3 separate regions of the Ovis aries genome follow, and regions 1 and 2 are each linked to region 3. A link is a contact called in public Hi-C data. All regions are on one chromosome and are shown on one strand. Each heading gives the region's core, a stretch centred on a gene start, on an enhancer-like site or on the middle of the called end of the contact. The rest is flanking DNA. Distances are from core to core; before and after follow the strand shown. Region 1 holds the start of CAB39 (calcium binding protein 39). Region 2 has its middle 54 kb from the start of CAB39. Region 3 overlaps CAB39 (calcium binding protein 39).

Region 1 (2,700 bases), core at 3-2,502, 74 kb after region 3:
CCACAAGGGACTTCAAGATCGGCTGTGTACCGCCTCGCCCAGGAAGTCTTCCAGATTTCTACTAGGCCGAAGGGTGTGATCGATCGGTCCCGGTCTCTCCCGGGTACCTTTCTTAGCATTCTGTAGGTCTTTCACAGGCCCGGTATCATGCCTTATCTCCCGCACCGAGAGCGTCTAATGTACCCCCCGGGGTTGGGGGGAGGGTGGGACGGGGGCCCCCGGGGCCCGGCCTCACCTTTTGAATCCCTCCGGCGCCGACCGACCGGAGGGCGGGGATGGCGCCTGCAAGCAGGGTCAGCGCGCAGGTTGGTCCAACCGAACCCGGGGGAACGCTCCGGCCGCACCATTCCCTAACCAGAAATCGGTTAGGCGGTGTTCCCGAGAGGAAGATCGCAGAGATGCTCGCCCGCCTCCGGGTCACAGGGAAGTTTACTAGGGGGCGAGGAGCGCGGCGGCCCAGAGCCCTGGTGCGGTGGGAGTGACAGTTGGCTCGGCCGGGCCCCGGACGCCCTTCCCCCCCAAACCCGGGCGCCGACAGCCCCGCCAGAGAACCGCGAAGGGCGGGCAGGGACGCATGGGGTCCCCGGAGCCCCGGGCCGCAGGCCCCTGGGCGCCGCGCCGGCTAGAACGAGGTTGCGGGAGGGACGGGGGACGGGGAAGGCTCCCGCGAGGGGCCCGGGCCGGGCGGAGAGCGGGCAGGAGGGGCCGCTCCCGCCGACTCCTGGGCCTGGGTGGGGGTGTGGAAACCGCCACAGCCAACCGGAGAAAATGGAGGCAGCCTCGGGGTCGGGGCCGGGCCGGGGCCGCAGGGAGGCGGAAGCCAGGCTTGGCGTCCGCGTCGCGAGCGGGGTCGGGCCGGCGGGGCACTCACGGGGCTGGGCCGGGCGGCTCCCTCTCCGCCTCTGCGTCGTCGCCGTCCCCGTCTTCAGCGGCCGCCGCCGCCTCGGGCTGCTCGCTCGGTCCCCGCGGCGCGGCTTGGGCGCTCGGCCCCTCCGTTGTCTTCCGCCCGCTCCTGCTCCCGGCGACAGGATCCTGCGGCGGCGGCGGCGGCTGCGCGGGAGGACGGCGGCCCAGAGGCTCCCGCGGCGGCCGCCGCACTGCTGCTGCTCTCGCTCACTCGTTCGGGCTGCGGCTTTGCGGCGGGGCCGGCTGCTGCCTTCGCGTTCTCCCGGCTCCCGGAGCTTCAGACGGTCCCCAGGCCGCGCCGCTCCCCGAAACCCCCGTTCCCGGCCCGAGCCCGGCTTTGACGTGCGAACTGCGCAGCCGCGGAGGGCACGACGTCGGGCGGCGCCGCAACACCCCGCCCCACGCCCCACGCCTTTGGCCTCGGGCGCCCCCAGGCGGACGGGCGGACTCAGGGCGGGGGCGCGTAGGAATCCTCGCAGAGCCGAAGCGGGAAGGGGCGCAGACAAAAGCGGAAGCCGAGGACCAGGGTTCCTCCCCTTTCACCTGCCACTTAAACCTTGGCGCTCAGCCCCACCTTTTCTGTGCAACCACTTCTTCCTGCAGGAATTCTACGTCCACTTTCTCCGACCACTTCCCGAACTCTTAACAGAGCTTTATTTCTGCTAAAAGATCTGGCGCCGACTTGTGTAGACTCCTTTATACTTCCGAGGGAGAGAGAACCCTCATTTTTAGCATCCTCTGAGAAAGCGCATAGAAAGTGATCGAACAGCCTGGATTTCAGTCTCCACTTCACCGTTTAGTCCTTCTGGACTATTTCCTGTCCTTATTCCTAGGTTCCTTCACACATAGTCGCACAAAAGTATAATATATAATAGGCTAATGAGGATAAACGAAATAATGCATTGCAAACTCTGACAACAGACTCTGTATCTGTTACCATACATGTGTATCTTCATTTCTTTCAATTGCTTTGCTTATTTTGTAATCGAGCAGGTATTTGGGGACTTCTACTGTGTGGCAGGCACTATTCTAGGTGGTGGGGCAGTGAACAGAACATTCCCTGCTTCGAAAGATTGAAGGCAGGAGGAGAAGGGGACGACAGGATGAGATGGTTGGATAGCATCACTGACTCAATGGGCATGAGTTTGAGTAAACGGGAGTTGGTGATGGACAGGGAAGCCTGGCATGCTGCAGTCCATGGGGGTCGAAAAGAGTCGGATGCGAGTGAGCGACTGAACTGAAGACAATAAATAAACCAACATGTATATGACTTTGGATCTCCCTGGTAGCTCAATCGGTAAAGAATCTGCCTGCAGTGCGGGAGACCCGGGTTGGATCCCTGGGTCAGGAAGCTCCCCTGGAGAAGGAAATGGCAACCCACTCCAGTATTCTTGCCTGGAAAATCCCATGGACAGAGGAGGCTGGCCGGCTATAGTCCATGGGGTGGCAAAGAGTCCGACAGGACTTAGTGACTAAACCACCCACCACCCATAGAGAATACAGGGTGTCCTGTAAAGTTTGCGTGTGATTGATTGATTTACTGAATATATTACTTCAGATGGCTTTCAGTGCTGTGGAGAAAAACCTCACAGGCTAAGGAGGGGAGAGAGCCAGGGTATTGTTATTTACAGTGCTCCCACGAAGGGTGCATGCGTGCCTGCTCAGTCGTGTCTGACTCCTTGCAACCCCCATGGACTGTAGCCCGTGAAATTTCATCTGTGCATGGAATTTTCCAGGCAAGAATACTGAAGTGGTTTGCCATTTCCTACTCCAAGGGCTCTTCCCAACCGAGGG
Region 2 (2,700 bases), core at 149-2,648, 130 kb after region 3:
CTGAGAGAATTTAAAGAAGGCCGAAAGTGAAGATCTCTACCCTAGTGATGGATTAGAAGACTAAATATTTCAAAAAGTTAAATATGACAGTTCTTTCGAAATCTGCCTATAGATTCAGGGCAATCCCAGTAACAATCCTAACTGGTTACTTTGTGGTAATTGAGATGATGATTCTGAAATTTGTGTGGAAATTAAAATAATTTAGAATAGCCAAGGAAATGCTGGGCTTCCCAGGTGGCGCTAGTGGTAAAAACCTGCCTGCCAGTGCAGGAGACATAAGAGACGTGGGTTTGATTCCAGGGTTGGGAAGATCCCCTGGAGAAGGAAATGACAACCCATTCCAATATTCTTGCCTGGAGAATTCCACGGACAGAGGAGCCTGGCAGGCTAAAGTCCATAGGGTTGCACAGCGTCGGGTACGACTGAAGTGACTTAGCACACAAGCAAGGCAATTCTGAATAAAAACAAAGATGAAAGACACGTTACCTGATTTCAAGACTTACTATGAAGCTACAACAATTAAGACCGTCTGGTGGTGGTGCAAGAATAGGCAAACAGATAGACAGAATAGAAAAGAGAATCAAGAAACTGTCCTGGACTTCCCTGGTGGTCTAGTCTAGTGGCTAAGACTTCGTGCAGTCTTCCCAATGCAGGGGTCTGGTGTTTGATCCCTGGTCAGGGAACTAAGATCTCTCATGCCGCAACTAAAAACTGGTGCAACCAAATAAATAAATAATCCAAATATATATTTTAAAAAATTGGACTTAAAAAATACTGTCCTCACATATATGGTTCTTGATTTATGGCAAAAGCTCCATGGTAAGTCAGTAAAGAAAGACTTTTGTCAATAAATGATGTGGATCAATTGAATGGGGAAAAAATAATCCTGACCCTTACCTCTCACAATATATTAATTAGTTTAAGATGGATCACAGTCCTAAATGGCAAAGCTGAAAACAAGTGTGGTGGCATTGCTTGACCTTGGTGGTGGTGTATGATCGTATAATTTGTTATATGTTTGTCCACTTCATGACAATTCATCCACCCAGATATGTGTTTTATGCTCTCCTAATCATTGAATTATAGTCCACAATAAAGTTTATTTGGAAAGCAAGGTAAAAGTAAAAGAACTCGAAAATGATTACATTTTACTGTGAGTAAATTACACTTTAACAGGAAAATAAAAAGGCAAGGTAAGTCAGGGCTGATCAGAGCTAGTGTCCCTGACACTGGTCAGTCACCAAGTCCAACCTGATGAACGGTGCATCATGTGAGCCCCACCCCATGTACAGTCCATCCCATTCCGAGGACAGCGGGAGAGGAAGTGGAGGGTTCGGTAGGCAGGAAGAAGTCATGAGTGGTGTGATGAGTATCTGACTCTATTCAGATTCAGTTTCAAGATCTGATGAGCATGCAGAAGGGAGTGGAAAAACCCCAAGGCCTCCCGTCCCCGGGTGTTAGACAGGAAGCCCAGCGATGAGGACATCCAGAACACCAGTGTGACTGATGTGTTGACTGGATAAGCTGCAAGGCGCCATTTGTCCCCTCATGACAACTCAAACCTGCTCTTTGAGATCATCTTATCTTTTTTCTGGTCTCTTGGTTTGCCTCTCCCCAGAAACAGACTCTGAGGCAGAATTTGAGTGCAAGCTGTTCATATGGAGACCAGCCCAGAACACACAGGTAGGAGGAGTGAGGAGGTGAGACAGGAAGGGGAGTGAGCCAGTGAAGAGTGACTTTTCTGGCCGGGAATCGAGAGCCACGCCAGCTGTGGGGCTTGGTACTTAAGCAGCAGCCTCCTGCTCCTCCCTGGTTGAGGACTGCTTCCAGATACGTGAGTTCTGTGGCACGCCCGGTTTGCCTTGCTCAAGGCTTGGATAAAAGCCCTCAGCCAGAGTTGCAGGTATTGGCAACACGGTCTTCCTGCACAGGGTGAAATCCAAGGGGTATGGTCGTGAGTGTTCACTAGAATGGGTTAAGATCTAGGGAAGGGCCACAGGTTTTCCAGGCCTTTTTAATCACAAGAGAAGACTCACTCCTCTCAACGGTCAAAAATAGTCTCATCATGGTTGATACTTTATTGTCCTTAAATCCTTCCCATGCCACTAGCTGAGGCCTTCCGTGGTCTGGACACCAGCAGGAAGACAACCTGGTTTGTCTCTCTGTCTCCGTTTTTCCCTCTCTACTACCTGCTCTGGTTGGTCTCTGCAGGGCTGCAGTAGAGGAGACAAAAGTGGCAGGAAAGGCGTGACCTGACTGGCTCCCTTGTAATTTGGCTCTGGCCGTCTCTGCATGGTAGAGATGTCAGTTGCTGTGACTAGTTTTCTCAGGGAGCAATTTTTTGAGGGGGTTGCTTTTCAGGGATTCTAACCTTGCCAGGTGTCTTGCCCCTGCAGTTCCCTTGAAGTGGGCAATGGCTCCCCCTGCTGGCCAACTGATTATCAGTAGGTGCCCCCCACTGCCACCCCCTGACCTCTGCTTTCTGTTTCAATCTCCTGCTGTACGTCGCTGTGGTTCTCTGGGCAGACTCTCTCTCAGGAAGACCTGGTCCAGCTCCCTTCCTCAAGTCTAGCTCTGGCCTCTGGGAGATGCACACCCATTTTTGTCCTGTCAGGCTCTCCAAGTTATAGCCATTCCCGTTCCCACTCAGGTTATGCCTCTTCTTGCAAGCTGCCAGCTTCTTACGACTCACAGCGGGAG
Region 3 (2,700 bases), core at 103-2,602:
AATCCAAAGACCTCGTGGCTAAAACAAATGATCTTCTAATACAAATTCTGCTTTTAATTTCTGGACAGTGCAGACCTCTGCATCTCTTTCTTTAAAAAATGAAAGCAAGACCCCCAGTTCTCCTTTCTACCTCCTCTGTTCTTATTTCTTGCCTGGCTGAAGTCTTTCTTCCATTGCTCTGACCCCTAAGATCTCACAGTTCCCACCATGGCTCCCAAACTGCCCCAGCCCAGATCCACCCTGAACTGTAGTGAAGTTATTTTCTGTTGCTTTTGGACAATGCCATAAACTGGATGTGTCTAATATAGCATCACTATTTTGCTTCAGATATCCGGGTCTAAAACAGGTCTTACAGAACTTTCTTTGATAATGGAAATGTTCTCTATCTTTGCCCGCTACTGAGCACTTGACATCTGGCTACTATGACTGAGGGACTGAATTTTAAATGTCATTTAAATTTAAAATAAATAATTACATGCTGTTAGTAAGAACAGTGTTGAACCACACAGATCTGAACACTGCCCTCTTTGTCCACTCCCAGTCTTCCCATCTTCAGCGTCAGCACTCCTTTCTAATGCTCCTCTGCAATATTTCAGTTTCATTTTCTTGTATCCAGTGCTGCATGAAGTCATCCCTGGTCACCTGAGTGCCCCTAATCAGTATCTTTGTTCAAACTCTGCCTTAACAAATCTATCCGACTAGTCTATCAGTGAAAGTGAAGTGGCCCTGTCGTGTCAGGCTCTCAGCGACCTCACAGACTGCAGCCCACCAGACTCCTCCATCCAAGCGCATCAGCAGCCTTTCCCAACTCAGGAGCTTAAAATGATTCTTCCTGCTAATTACACGGACTCACGTCTGGGCTTCCCGTCACAGCAACGTCTCTGGTGCGCCACCATCCCCACTACGCCACAAGACCTTCTGATCCCCCCACCGCTGCCAGTCACTGTGCTCATTCTGCCCCTAACTCTCTTGTTGATGCCTGTGCAAATCTGAAACCATCTGGAGCCTCAAGCCTACATCCACCTCTGCTGGCAAGCCTTGCCTTTCTGACTGACCCGCATTTCACCCCCGAAACCCTCTGCGAGTGTTCTCCGGTAGGACTGTCCTCCTGCTGTACACGTGTTCATCACACGCCCTCACCACCACCAAAACCACATTCCTCTGTGCCACTGGCGGCATGGCAGCTAGAATGGTGACAGGCTCCGAGGTGACTAAAACGTCTGCTCACAAAATGGCCGCGCACACAGCTTCCTCCCTGCCACTCTCAAACAGGCAGGAGACTAGACAGAGGAGGGCGAGACAGTTTGGTACAACAAGTCGGGCAGGTTTTGATGGCCGTTTGTCAAGCTGGCCTTAAATGATTAAACCATAAACCACCGAGCACAAGGCAAACAGTTATGCTGTACAACCTGTTAGCACTAGGCAGGAGAGCACATTAACATTTAAATCGCCAGTGAAAAAATGACTGCCTCCAGATGCAGGCTAACACAAGTAACACGGTTTTTTCCAAAGGCACACTAATACCAGCAGCGTCACTCCTCAAAATGTCTAACATCAGAATACTTGTAGCCTGAGTGGATAATCACATTGTGTTGAAAACAGTCTGAACTAATTAATAAACAAGTGAAGGAAAATTTCTTTCTTCTTTTTTTCCTTTTTGGCTGTGTTGCATGGTTTTCATTAGTTCCCTGACCAGGGACTGAACACAGGCCTCAGCAGTGCTGAGTCCTAACCACTGGACCTCCAGGGAATTTCTGGAAAAAAAAAAAAAACAAAAACAAAAATCACAGGGCGTTGCTGTGACGTGGGGAAGTCCAGATGTGAGTCTGTGTAATTAGCAAGAAGAATCATTTTAAGCTCCTGAATTGGAAAAAAAGAATTACTGGAAAAAATGCCTGTTTCTAGGTCTGAGGAAGAAACCCATACAAAATGAGCACTGGGTGTCTTGTGCCAGACAGCAGGGAGGCTATCAGAGGCTACGGGGGCCTTGCCAAGAGGACACGGGGGCCAGTTTGAAGGCGAGCCCAAGATGGGGCAATCTGGACATAAAAGCATGGTCACAATGACTGAAAGGGTTTGAGGCACATCAAACATATTTTAAAACCTGATTAAAACTTCAGGTTTGATGCTTAAATGCATAATGATGCTTAAAACAATAACATACTCATTGCTGACTTAAGAAAGTGGCTAGGGCATCAACTGATTATACTAAAAAATGATAATGTAGAAAAAAGGCAAGCATGTATTCTGTCTTTCCTACAGAAGTCATGAAACATTGATATATAGAGAAGGAATAAGAGAATTAGGAAATCATCATTTTGAACCTAGACAACAGAGTACATCATGAGAAACACTGGGCTGGATGAAGCACAAGCTGGAATCAAGATTGCCGGGAGAAATATCAATAACTTCAGTAATTCAGATGATACCACCCTTATGGCAGAAAGTGAAGAAGAACTAAAAAGCCTCTTGGTGAAAGTGAAAGAGGAGAGTGAAAAAGTTGGCTTAAAGCTCAACAGTCAGAAAATGAAGATCATGGCATCTGGGCCCATCATTTCATGGCAAATAGATGGGGAAACAGTGGAAAACAGTGGCTGACTTTATTTTTTGGGGCTCCAAAATCATTGCAGATGGTGACTGCAGCCATGAAATTAAAAGACACTTATTCCTTGGAAGGAAGGTTATGACCAACCTAGATAG

The links. Hi-C and Micro-C count contacts between places; a contact is called where the count stands out from the background.
Region 1: a contact with region 3 is called in a Hi-C map of liver, with 2.0 times the contacts expected there. The contact joins the promoter of CAB39 here to the enhancer-like site in region 3. A contact is called at or near these places in 6 of 16 Hi-C or Micro-C datasets (blood, liver, muscle and 1 more).
Region 2: a Hi-C map of liver shows a contact between it and region 3, with 7 times the contacts expected there. The contact joins two enhancer-like sites. A contact is called at or near these places in 10 of 16 Hi-C or Micro-C datasets (blood, hypothalamus, liver and 3 more).

Annotation. Positions count from the first base shown.
Region 1 is chr2:232,534,469-232,537,168 of ARS-UI_Ramb_v3.0, reverse strand. CAB39 (calcium binding protein 39) reads right to left here and starts at 1,252. Exons shown (of 9, transcript XM_027965309.2): 1 at 872-1,252.
Region 2 is chr2:232,481,034-232,483,733 of ARS-UI_Ramb_v3.0, reverse strand. No RefSeq gene overlaps it. Among named protein-coding and RNA genes, the nearest start is that of CAB39, 54 kb to the left of the region's middle. Within about 2 kb of position 1,398, at least 8 of the 54 cell types and tissues checked have an H3K27ac peak or open chromatin away from gene starts, as enhancers often do. A contact at or near this core is called in liver, where this site is marked.
Region 3 is chr2:232,608,298-232,610,997 of ARS-UI_Ramb_v3.0, reverse strand. The region is part of intron 4 of CAB39 (calcium binding protein 39); the gene reads right to left. Among named protein-coding and RNA genes, the nearest start is that of ITM2C, 53 kb to the left of the region's middle. Within about 2 kb of position 1,352, at least 23 of the 54 cell types and tissues checked have an H3K27ac peak or open chromatin away from gene starts, as enhancers often do. A contact at or near this core is called in liver, where this site is marked.